Regions from separate parts of the Gossypium arboreum genome. Here region 2 is linked to region 1. Evidence: chromatin contacts called from public Hi-C data. All regions are on one chromosome and are shown on one strand. Each heading gives the region's core, a stretch centred on a gene start, on an enhancer-like site or on the middle of the called end of the contact. The rest is flanking DNA. Distances are from core to core; before and after follow the strand shown.

Region 1 (6,672 bases), core at 2,623-5,122:
GTGTAAAAGTGTTGAGTTAGGTTGATGACAAATGGGGTGAGAAATATGGCTTGGAAAATAGCCTATTTTCGTTCACATAGGCAGAGACACGGACGTGTGTCTCAACCGTGTGTGATACACGGCCTAGCACATGGGCGTGTAGTTTGGCCATGTGACCCAAGTCAGAGAGCACCCTAATTTGGATACAGGCAGAGACACGGTCGTGTGTCCCTATTTCGAATGACCACATGGCTTGAGACACAGGCGTGTCTCTTGGCCATGTGAGACACATGGCCTGGCTACACGGCCATGTGCCCCCTGCACCTTGGTGAAATTTTAATATATTTCAAAAAGAATTTGAGTGCTGATTTAGTCCTGACTTGTTTCTAAATGTATTTTGGTCCTTGAAGGCTCATATAAAGGACAATATATATGATTTTGATTGGCTTTTGATATGAATACTATATGAAATGAAATTTTCTGTCTATTTGTTTATTAAATTTTGGTAATGCTTCGTAACCCTGTTCTGGCGACAGATACGGGTTAGAGGTATTACAGCTGGGCTATGGAAATATATGAAGTCTGCTAGGATAATAAGCATGACATCATATAGTGTAAGATCATAGCTGGGCTATGGCAACATATGAAGTTCGCCAGGATGGTAAACATGGCATATGTGGGAGAACCGCGATACGAGTAGCGTGTTTATGAAGTCTACTAGAACAACAAACAAGGAAATTCGTCAGGATAATTATGGTGAATATGGAAGCATTAGCGAATTTGCTAAGGTAAGGCTCCACCAAGATATGAAGGCAAGAAAGATATATAAAAGTGCGATGTCCGTGGATATGTATGGGGAGGGTTTTTCCTTACATAGTATTCATAACTGGTATCCACCACTCAGGGTCCACCAAAGAGGACTATCTTAAATGGAGGGTCCGTTAGGGACTATCTTATTGGTAAATTTAGTCAAAGAGATGTAAAATGACAAAAATGTCCATAAGGATTACCAAATAAATTAAAGTTCTGTCAAAACCTGTTTTAAGTGGGAAGGTCTAGAGGGATTATCCAGTATATTAGAATATTTGTCAGGATTATCATATTTTGGGAAGCCTACCATGGACTATCTTTTGGGAAGTCCGCCATAGACTATTTGTTCTAGAAGTCCGTTAGGATTACCATGGAACTATAAGTCGTAAGGACTACCTCATATGGCTATCTATAGAAAGGGTCTATTAGCGATGGTTTGCCAGATTAAACAGCCTATTGTGAGGATAAGAATTCGTGGGATTTCTCAATTGCACTAATATTTACCAAATTGGTTGTAAACAAGTAAAGAGATAACAAGATCGTACACCTACACCAAGAGCTTTAAGAGGGTAAAGATAATGAAAAGAATATGCCCTCACGATGTAATATGTATAGTTATTCGACAAGTTAGCCAAGTGGATATATATATATATATATATATATATATATATATATATATATATATAAACATCCATCCAAAAGATGAAATGCTCGATAGAATAACCAGTGAGAAGAACGGGGAATCTGAGATGAAGCTTGAGACTACAATATGAGTCGTCAGGGAGTATCCATTAGGTAGTTGTGTTGTTGTAAAGTGCCTGCTAGGAGTTATAGAAGAAAAACGCATAAACATCAAACACAGAAACAGTTGCTAGAGCCTAAATGAAAAATAGGAAGTTTTAATTATATACAGAAATTCCATATACTGATTCTTTTATGTAGTGGTGAGCATACGAAACCTAACTAAGTTCATATGAACTTATGAGTGGTTTGCCTTGGATGCAAGACCGATAATTGTATGGAAAGCTTGGAAGGGAACAAGCCAGACCTTGCAGATAAGGATGTGAGGATTGTGGTATAATGTATATAGAGGGGGCACCCTTAGAAGCTCCGCCTCGGGGGTTTGAAGTATTAATTGATCTTGAGTTGATATACATCATGTATACTTAAATTGTTATATAATTTAAGTTGAAGTAAGTCTCTATAGTGAACAATTTAAGCAACAACTCATGGTGACTATTGTATTATTTTTAATAGACAATTACATTAAAGTATTTATAAATGTTACTTTATTCGATGTGTTCAAATAGTAAAAATATTTTATTAAGTTATTAAATAAAACTTGACTAGTTAAGTTTATCTGTACTGTATGTTCGATGGGTTTAATTGCGACATTTGGTACCCAGACCCAGCAAACGAGTTTGGTGAAGGGTATTACAAATGATGTTACTCATGTTAGTCATTTAATGTTTTGTATAACCTGTCATTGGTTATAAGGCTTCTGTGATATAATGTTTTTAAATAACCTGATTACAAGTAGAGTATTATTGTTTTAAAGTGGTTTAAAAAGTATCATATATTATTCGATATTTGGGGGTTATCGCCTAGTGTGCGGAATATCTGCCGAGCTAAAGTATTCAATTTTTTAATGTTTCTGTTAGTCCAGTTGGCTTTAAGTTGTGACGCTCCATACCCAGATCTGACGATCGGGTTGTGTGTAGGATGTTACACACGACATTCAAATAGGGGAAAATACGTTCAAAAGGCCGATAGCTCGGACCATGAACAAGCACTTTCAAGAGTCAGTACTCACCTTGTCCATAACAAGTTACCATATTAGTTAAATATGTCAGTTAAAAAATAATGACGAGCAAATTTATAAAATACCCATGAATAGGCACTAGTAATTTTTTTACTAGTACATTAGTCATCATGGTAGTGCGATTGATTGCTCTAATCAAGAAATCTATTTTAATATCTACACAAACAAAATTGAATAAACATATCATTTTAAAACAATAACACTTTCACATAATAATATTAATCACCAACTAAACAAAAAATATTAAAATAAATTACTTTAACCCGAATGTTTGAAAATAAATTTTATATTCTACACAAATTAATATTAAAACATATGTATCTTTATTAAAATATATATAAACATATAAAAATAAATATATATAATAATATAATCTTAAACATTAAATCTATCTAAATATTAAAAATAAAATACAAATATATAATATACAAATTATTATTACAAATATATATATATCTTAAAATTCTCACTATCTTTCCAACTCCAACACAAACGATACAAACAATTTATTTTCTCCTCGAAACTTCAACACAAATAATTTTTTTTCTTTTCTTTATTTCTGCTTCTGTTATTAGGGGGGATCAAAGCAATATATAAGAGAAAAAAAAAGAATGGAAAAGCAAACAAAAGTAGGGGGTTGGATAGAGAGCCTATATCGATTGGTCAAGTCAGTGGCAGGGCATCAAGCCGATGTCGTCTGACCTATCTTATCCTGTACTTTTTTTTAGCCTTTTTTTTTCAACCAACTTTTATTTTAAATTCAAATTAGTGTCGTCTGGCACATTGATTATACCACTTAAAAAATATTTTTTTTATCAGTATCATATTTGTTTTGTATTTAGAGAAAGTACATGTATTTTTATGGTGTTATTGACATGATGGCGGCACCATTTAAATTTTTTTTTTTAACACCGAAATGGTTGACAAATGGTTGGGTGAATTTTAGGGTGGTGTTGTGTGACACATTGACAGCATCCAATAATATTGTAAAAAATACACTATTTTTAATCTACTATTTATCTCATTTTTGTAATTATTTTTTTTGTATTATTTTGATAAAAAAAAAAACCATCGATGTCGTAGAGATTTATAATCTACTGTTAACTCGAGTCTCGTCTAATTAACTCAAGTGAAATAATGTTGGGTCTATCTTGTCTTGTACGCATGTGCTTTATGAGCTAACCTCATTTGGCAACTTCATTAACATTTTCTATTTTATTTGGCCTTTAAAATTGACAGGTTTCTACCATATCAATTTCTCTATATATAGATTTTGCAATAAAGAAGGCTGAATCGGGCATTGCTGGAAACCAAAGCAATTAGCTCCAATGGAGAGCCAAACAGAGACTCATAGGAAGCAAAAGAAATGGCTGAGATTGTTGCTTTTTCCGTTGCCATTGCAAGGTCATGTAAGCCCAATGCTTCAGCTTGCAAATCTTTTATATTCTAAAGGCTTTTCAATCACTATAATCCACACTTGCTTCATCAGTTCTCCCAAATATCCTTCAAAGAATCCCCACTTCACCTTCCATTCCATCCCCAACGGGTTATCCAAAAGTGAGTGCTCTAATGCCGATAATCTCGTATCCTTTATTTCGCTCCTTAATGCGAATTGCGCCGAGCCGTTTCGTGATTGCTTGGTTAAGTTGTTATCTGATGTTTCCGATGAGCCTGTTGCTGGTTTGATCTCGGATTCGACTTGGAAATTCACAGATTCCATCGCCAAAAGCCTTCAGTTACCTAGATTTGTGCTTCGGACTACTAACATTTCGTCTTTCCTTGCTCTTGCTGCCTTACCCCTTCTACAAGAAAAGGGTTATCTCCCAAAACAAGGTTCTTCACTTAATTCTAACCAAATTTGTCACAATCATTTTAGCAAATCTTATTTAACAACGGTTTTTTCCCCCCTCAGAATCACAAGAGGAGAAACCAGTTATTGAGCTTCCACCTCTTAAAGTCAAAGATATACCAGTCTTCAAAACACAAGATCAAGAGGGTCTTCATCAAACAATTGCAGCTTTAGTGGAACAAACCAAGTCTTGTACAGGCGTGATTTGGAACTCATTTGAAGAGCTTGAACACGGGTCGCTGACCGATTTCCGCTACAATTTTCGGGTCCCGATCTTCCCAATAGGTCCACTGCACAAGTATTTTCCAGTCCCTTCAACTAGCTTACTATCTCAAGATCAAAGCGCCATCTCATGGCTAAACAAACAAGCACCCAAATCTGTCATCTATGTAAGCTTTGGCAGTGTGGCAAGCATTGAAAAGTCGGAATTTGTAGAAATAGCATGGGGTTTAGCTAACAGTGAGCAGCCTTTCTTGTGGGTGGTGAGACCAGGTTCAGTGATTGGCTCAGAATGGCTGGAACCATTACCAAAGGGGTTCATGGAAGAGATAAAAGAGAGAGGACACGTTGTGAAATGGGCACCCCAACAAGAAGTGTTGGCTCACACTGCGGTAGGAGGGTTTTGGACTCACAGTGGATGGAACTCAACATTAGAGAGCTTTTGTGAAGGCGTTCCAATGATTTGTCACCCTTGTTTTGGGGACCAAAGGGTTAACGCTAGATATGTTAGCGATGTTTGGAGGATTGGGGTTCATTTGGAGAATAAAGTTGATAGATTCGAGATTGCAAAGGTTGTCCGAAAGCTATTGGTCGAAGCTGAAGGCCATGAAATCAGAGATCGAATTCTTCAGTTTAAGAAGATGGCCAATCAATCTACACAGCAACAAGGTTCTTCATATCGTTCTCTAGAAAGCTTGGTTAGCCTAATATTATCTTCCCAGTCACAAGGGAAATTGTAAAACGCAGTTTGTTTTAATATTATATACGTCTAGATTTTATGTTCCTAGTTTTTCTTCTTCAAAATAAAAGTTACTATTTTTCTTCTAGAAACCAACAAGAAAATGGGAAATTTATGAATTTCTTAGACATTACTAAGTTTTAAAAAACATGTTATTTATTACTTAATGTTAGAATTTGATTGAATGATGCTTTTATTTTTATTATTATGGAGTTTGAATACGAGGTTCTCTCACTTTTGGAGTTGCGACTTTTGTCAATTTAATGTTAGGAGCTCATTTTAGACTATAAACTTTAAAATATTTTAATTATATTTTTAATTTATCGAGATTATATCAATAGGGTCATTGCTAATTAAAATTATGTGTTAAATTAGTCATCATATCTCATGACATATTTTAAAAAAAAAAAAAGAATATTGTGAAAATAAATATTGTAAAAATTTTGGAGATTTTCAAACTTTTATCTTTCACTTTTTTTTAATTTTACTTCATTTTAATTTTTCTTTTAAAATATCTAACAATACTTTTTTTATATGGAGTTAAATTTTGTCATGTATCCTTAAGTTATATTTAAAAATTAAAAATAATAGATATATGGCAAAATCTCAACCCGTTTGTGAAATAAAACTTTTCACTATATGTGTATCAAATAATTACCTAAATAAAAATCTAATTACCAATAAAATTAAGAGGTTGTTATTATGTATTATAATAATTTTATACCATATTAAATTCATGGCTTTAATTTCACATAATTTATTATACCTTAATAAAAAAATGAATACATTAAAAAATTTAATTATTGACTCAATTAGTATGAACATTATTGTCAAGAGAAATAGAATTAAGTGCAACACAACGCATCATCTTTTTAATTGACTAACGTGAATTATTTTTAAAGCTGAATTAGACTTTTAAGTGAAAACTAATTACATCACTAAATTTTTTAAAAGAAGTGGGATTTTAGATATATAGAAAAATATTATAGATTAATATTAATTATACTGAAAATTACGTCGTAAAGATTATTCTTAAAAATTGAATTAAAATCGTGACATGCTAACAGCAAATCTGACGCCAACCAAAATATTCTTTCCATTCTTCGCAAAACCTGAAAAATAATACTGATTTTAGAATTTTACGAAATCAGAATTTACAAATATAGATGTTATTACCACCTCTATATTTTTCTTAATTAGGGTTGGTGGGCCTGACTATTTAATTACAAATATGTGAGTCTTTAATCTTATCAT
Region 2 (7,100 bases), core at 509-3,008, 83 kb after region 1:
ATTAAATTAAATTTTTATAATTTTAGTGAGGCCAAAGTACAATTTTACCTTTACTAATTTAAAAATTTTTAAAAATTTAAAGAGTTAAATAAAAATTTTACATTTTAGGGAGGTCGAGCCCCTGCCAGCCCCCTAAATCCGCCCCTGTTTATAGATTATTTTAGCTTTACTTACATATACCTACTTTCGTACAACAAGAAAACAACTATGAATTACTATCACAGTCATTAAATTACAAATTGAATTGAAGAGTTCAAATTTAATTACTCAATAAAAGAACAAAAGGGTGAGTTCTAATGTTGGGTTTCACCGAGGGATGTTTTAACAGGTATTTCAAGAGTACTGTTTGAACAATTACACCATTTAAACCAAGTTCATGTAACTTTTCTTACCTGAAATGCTCCAAACATTCCAAATTAAAATTCCAGTCCCACTGAGGGTGGTGGATTCAGAAATATGATTTAGGGGCAAACTTATATTAGTATTGTTGACTTAGGCTAAACCTTAAAATTTGGGATTTTTTGTTTCTTTTGGATACTTATAGATAATATACAAGTATAGAACTATAAAAGAAATAGAGAAAGCAAGCCAAAATATTTAAAGAATATCTTGAATTTTTTTCTTCTTCTTTGATGATAATATCTTTTTCTTTCTCTTATAATTCGTTAATTGCTTTTTTCCACTACTCTTTTCTTTTTGTTCTAACTTGTTTTTCTTTTTCTTCAGTCTTATGGGTAAAAGTTTTTTTCTTTTATTGTTATATTTTTTAAAAAATTGATGATTTATTTATTTTATTGTAGCTTCCTTTGAAAGCTTTAAAATTTGATACTTCTAAAAGAAGTTATTTTATAAGAGATAAATATATATTTTTTTAAACTTTAAAGGGTTGTTCTTTTCTATTTTGGGTTTAGGAGTAGAATTTAAATTTTTTAGGGGTTTAATATAATAAAATTCATCTTAAAGGAGATGTTATGAAAATTTTTAAAAACCTAGGGGCTGTGCTCCCACCTACCCCTTGTATCTGCCAATGCCCACTTCTGTATTTGAAGAAACCATGTTTGACATGTCAAGTACAAATTTAAGGTTTGAGGAACTGCATTGGTTTGGTATGTCAAAAAACCATCTGTAAAAGGATTTCTTGATTTGCTGGCACCGTGAATGACGCATTCGTGTTGATTTTTGTTTTTTTTTTTTAATTTGTAGGAGATGGTGGGGGTGAGGACTGGGTGGGAGAGACAGTGACAGCAAGCGGGATCGATGGTGGGGGAGAGGAGAGGGCCGGGAGAGAGTTATTTTATTTCATATTAATATAATAATTTTTATTTAATATTAATATAAAATATTTATTTATTTTTATAATAATTATTTATATTTTAATACATTTTATATTTTTAGTAATTTTAATTTATTTTAATATATTTTTAAAAATTAGAATAATTATTAAGAAAATAATTAAAAATATCAAAAAATATATTTGATTTATATTTCAGAAACTAAATTAATTATTGACCCTTTAAATTAACGTGAGACATTATCATTTTAACTGAAGATAACAGATAAATATTAAAATATAACAATTTAATAACATTAATAGCTATTACACAAATAAAAAGGTTGGATGACCAAAACATAATCTTGACCAAAGTTAAGGAACAACGAGTGTAATTTACTCAAAAATATATAAAGAGAGGTAGGGGCTCAAATCAAGAAAAAAAAAAAGCAATCTAGAAAACCAAATGCTACTCTCTAGCCCACCAAGTCGTCACAATTACTGGAAAAAGAGAGTTGGAGAGTGACGTACCCATTAGCGATATGCACATCCTTCAACAGAGTGATCATGCCACAACAAAACTTGAAAAAATCACCAACGCAAGTGTGGAGCCAGCAGAAACCGCTAATAGAGGAGCCACATAATCAACCATCAAACAACTCATAAAAGAAATCATAGTAAAAAAATAAGTTGAAATATGCTCTAGAATTATAATTTAATTCCTCTACTTTTATTTTAGGAATTCAATTCCTCTATTTTTCATATTTTAAAATTTAAATTTAATTACTAACATTGATAAAAAAAATTGTTAAATTCTTTACTGTGACATTTTGAAATTAAAAAAACTCACTTAATAGCTACGTAATAAAAATGGTGTTGTTATGAACGTGAATTTAATAGAAGAGTTTTAATTATATTGACAGCTAGACTTGCATTTTTAAATTTGAAAAGTAAATAGATTAAATTCCTTGAAATAAAAATAGGGGACTAACTTCTGAATGTACAAAGAGTACATGGATTTTGAGCATATTTTAACCTAAATAATAATCTTTTATATATAATATTGATAATTGGAAATTATACACAAGTGTATGTGTTGATCAGGTAATAAAGTGATAAAAGAGATTGTTCCCATGAATACCAAACTCTAAGCTATTATTACCAACTATTCATTTTATCTAATCCAGATCAATAAAATAAATTTCAATTACTACTAAAATTAACTAAATTATAAAAGTATACTAAACTAAGTAATGAAAACTTTCAAGTTTCTCAATCAATTTCATGGACACGGAACTCTAACTTCACCTAAACTAGTAAATCAATTATTTCTCATTCAATTTTTAAATCCATGTAATTACTAATACATAATTCCATGATATTAACTAGACCCTTTCAATATCTAAGTTAATCCCCCTTCCCTACTAGTTATATTCCTATGCTAGCAAGTTAGGTTAAGTCACTAAGAACAAACCTATTGGGTTGTGTTAGGCCCGAAAATACCAAAAGGGGGGATGAATTGATATTTTAAGATTCTTTGCAAACTTTTCTAAAGGATGAGGAAATGGAAGAAAACCTTGGGCACTTCGATTTATAGTGGTTACCCCAATTGCCTATCCCCACTACTTTGGTATACCTCAACTAAAAATTTTCCAAATAATATACTTGAATTGATATCTTTCAAGGAGAATGTTTAACCTTTACAATTTCTATATTTTTTTTCATAAGGCTAAGATAGAACCTTTTCCCCTAGCTTTTACGGCTAAACTAGAACGCTTCCTAATTTTTGTGACTCAACTAAAAACCTTTTACAATCTACTTAAGGTTTTATACCTCAAAAACCATAAGTATGCTCTTTACAACAATGAACCTCTAGTAGGTGTTTGTTTGTCAATTGAAGCTCTAAATAAAAAGATTTGAGAGTGAGAATAGATATTACAATAAGCTCTCAAGGGATATGTACAAGATAAAATGAAGAAAATAAAGAATTGAAAGCTTTTCTCTTGATTTCTATGCTTGGATGTTCATCTCTAGTATCTTGAAGTGTTTTTGATGTGTATACATGATAATGGAAAATTTTGTGATCGTTTATAGCCATTGAAAGCATTGCAGACAAACTTTTATCGATACAACTCACAAGATGTAGAAGTGGACTTGTATTGGTAGAAGTCCCCTTAAGTATTGGTAGAATTCTGGAGCAATGCTTGGGGTGCTCTTTGACTTGCTTCTATCGGTAAAACTTCCTCCAAGTAATGATATAACTTCCGAAACTTGTATCAAATGAGTTTAAAATATTTTAGATTGACTCAAAAACATTTAGATAAATTAAAACAAATTTAAAATATGTTTTTGAGTGCTTTTACAAGTCTTTGAAATGATTTGAAAATGTGTAAAAAAAATTCAATAATTATTTTCACCAAATGGCTTAGGAAATAAAATAAAAATTTATCTTAAATGTTCTTACATCAAAAGCTTGGGACATCAAAGTCAACAATCTCGCCATTTCTAATATAAAAAAAATTTAAGAGAAATTTTTATTTTGAAAGACTCCCCTAAATCATTTAGACATTTTCAAAAGACAACTCTCTCTTAATAAATTATTCCTTGAAAAATTTTAAGCACAAACACTTAAACAGAAACATTGAATTTCTACAAGAGATATGAAAAATAAGCATACAAGAAATTCAATGAAGAATACCAAGACTTTATAAATGTCATGCATTTAAGCAATGTATCCAATGAGCATACATGCATGAACATTAATTGATTTGCATAAGCATATGAAAGATAAACCTATGTAAAACCTATGCAGATATAAATTTCATTTGTTTCTCCCTTTTTTGGTATATCAAAAAGCAATAAAAGAATTGAAAGTATGATACCAATTTTAAAGATTTAAAAAAAAAATTAAGGTTTAGGGAGACTAAAGATTGACCAAGAACACAATAAGTCATAATATATTCATATAAAGATCATGTCAATTGTATTCTCACAAGTAAACAATGTGTTGAAAAGAAATGTCATTTTTGGAAACTTTGAGGCATATTCTCGATTGGTAAAGGTGGAGAGTTGAATCATAAAATTATGGTTTTATATTCTACTCCATGAGACCTTTACAACGATATATCATATGCTCAAAATGGTTAAGTGATGAATGAGAAATTGATACTCAAAGTAAGCTACTTGTGAATATTTGTTGAGGAAAAGAAAAGCTTAGATCCTACATTGGTTAAATACCAAGTGTGAGATATGTATATATATGAGAACCCACTTGAAAGGTTATTGAATGACTAAGCTTGAAACTCATGCGTAGGGGGTGCAGATCCAAACCCATCAGGGTTGGGGCACACTCGCATGACGTGGGTGACCTGAAATGTCAGGCCCAAAAAGGGCTAAGTGGATATTTTAAGCCTAACACAAAATTTATTTTTCTCAGTAAATATATACAGAATCGCTTTTAAAAGGACATATATCTTGATTTGATTTTATTCAAGTTTATTTAAAGGCTCTTTTAATGCAGATTTGTATCTTTATTCATGAAAATTTTTAAAATTCCACCATATTGAATGCCTATAAAAGCCTAAAGAATTCTACAGAATTTGTTGGACACACACACATCGAATTTATTTTTCTCTCAAAAATTCTTCTCTTTTTCTCTCTCCATATTTTCATACATTTCTGTAATAGAGGAAGGTAAGGTTTGTTCGTTGATCACTGCAGATGTGCTACTACTTCGATCATCTTGTTGTTGTATCCTGTGAGACAGTTGACCAACGTTTCTCCAAGTACCATAGGAGTGGCCAAATCTGTCTTAAGGGAATTGTAAAACAGGCCTCAACATCTAGTAAAACTTGATTTTTTTTATTTGATTTCTAGTTTTCATAATCTTATTTATTTAATTAGTTTTTCGTATTTGATATTTTTAATATAAATATTTATTTAATTTGTTTTATTTAAATCTAGTATTTTTACATAAATACAAATATTTTTTATTTATATTTATATTTGTTCGCTAACATGTTTTGTCAATACAATGAATTTCAAGAAGTAATTATATGACAAATAAGCACACTTGAAATTCATTTATTAAGAATATTTTATGCAAAAAACTTGAAGAATCATACAAATAAGTCATAATTACTTAAAAGTTCATTTAAATTTATACCTAATGAAAGATAACAATTGATACTCAAACAAAAATATCATTTGTTAACAAGAAATGTGAACAATACATGATTTAAGAATAAAAGAATTACATGTAAAAGATAATTCAATAAGTTCTCATGCAATTTTTGTTTCTAGTACTCCCCCTTACTAGATGCATATCCTAATGATTTTCTCTTCCTTTCTAGATACCAATTATTAATAAATGAAATAAGGCATGAAAAGTATAATGGTATCAAAAAATGGATATCAAAAGCTCATTAAAGGTACAATCATACCAATTATGAAAAGTACAATTGTTAGGCCCTAAAATATCAAGAAGGTTGAATTGGTATTTTAAAATTCTTTTCAAATTTTTCTAAAGGGCGAAAAAAATGAAAGAAAAGCTTGGGTATTTCGATTTATAGTGATTTCGCCCCAATTGCCTACCTCTACTACCTTGGTATACCTCAACCGAGGAGTTGATATCTTTTAAGGAGAATGTATAAGCTTTAAAATCTCTATATTTTTCTTTCACAATGCTAAGATAGAACCTTTCACCCTAGCTTTTATGGCTAAACTAGAACCCTTTCTAGTTTTGTGGCTCAACTAAAAACCTTTTACAATCTACTTACGGTTTTATACCTCAAAAACCTTAAGTATGCTCTTTACAATAAAGAGAAGATGAACAAACTAACAATAAACCTCTAGTAGGTGTATTTTTGAAAATTGAAGCTATAAATACAAAGATTTGAGAGTAAGAAAACATATTACAATAAGCTCACAATGAATATGCACAAGAGAAATGAAGAAAATAAAGATTTTAAGTTGATTCTCTTGTATTTGATGCTTGTATATGTCTCTCTTGTTTCTTTATGTGTCTTAAACTTGTATTTATACCAATGAATAAGTTTGTGAATGTTTATGACCATTGGTGATGAACTCTAGCTATTTGAAGCATTAAATTCAAGGTCATTTGCAGTTCCAGATATGCTTGTATCGGTAGAAGTAGATTGTACTGATAAAAGTCTTCAAAATTTTAATAGTTGGAGTTCGATGTATTAGTAGAAGTCTAACGGTTTCAAGGGTTCAGGCTTGTATTGATAGTTGTCTCGATAGAAGGTGTAGAGGAATCCAAAAATTACTTACTAACTTACGTGAATCAATAGAAGTTCCCCTAAGTATCGGTAAAAGTCTAGAGGAATGCTTGAGGTGCTCTCTTACTTGCTTTTATCGTTAAAAGTTCCTCCAAGTATCGATACAACTTCCCAAACTTGTATAAAATGAGTTTAAAACACTTAAAAATATTTTGGATTGACTCAAAAACATTTAGATAAATTAAAACACATTTAAAATATGTTTTTGAGTACTTTTACAAGTCTTTGAAATGTTTTGAAATTGTTTAACAAAAATATCACCAAATGACTTAGGAAATATAAATAAAAATTTATCTTAAATATATTTTTACTATAATTAAATGGAGTTATTAAATGTTAACTTTTGAATTGCATAATTGTTTCTGTTTTGAAGTTGAATGTCTTGATTTGTACAGCAATACTCCGTAACCCTAATCCAGTGGCGGAGACGGGTTATGTGTTACATCAAATATATCCTAACCTTTTACTAAGTTCATACGACCATCATTTTTGTATGTACATCATTAAAAATCCCTGTATCTGATTGCATA

Evidence for each region. A called contact is a pair of places that touch in the nucleus more often than the background predicts.
Region 2: a Hi-C map of leaf shows a contact between it and region 1, with 1.6 times the contacts expected there. The contact joins the enhancer-like site here to the promoter of LOC108460845 in region 1. A contact is called at or near these places in 2 of 5 Hi-C or Micro-C datasets (both in leaf).

The regions. Positions count from the first base shown.
Region 1 is chr4:15,806,975-15,813,646 of ASM2569848v2, forward strand. LOC108460845 (UDP-glycosyltransferase 76B1-like) reads left to right here and starts at 3,873. Exons shown (of 2, transcript XM_017760523.2): 1 at 3,873-4,444; 2 at 4,524-5,603. The coding sequence starts at 3,940. The coding sequence ends at 5,419.
Region 2 is chr4:15,891,938-15,899,037 of ASM2569848v2, forward strand. No RefSeq gene overlaps it. Among protein-coding and RNA genes, the nearest start is that of LOC108460845, 85 kb to the left of the region's middle. Within about 2 kb of position 1,759, at least 2 of the 2 cell types and tissues checked have an H3K27ac peak or open chromatin away from gene starts, as enhancers often do. A contact at or near this core is called in leaf, where this site is marked.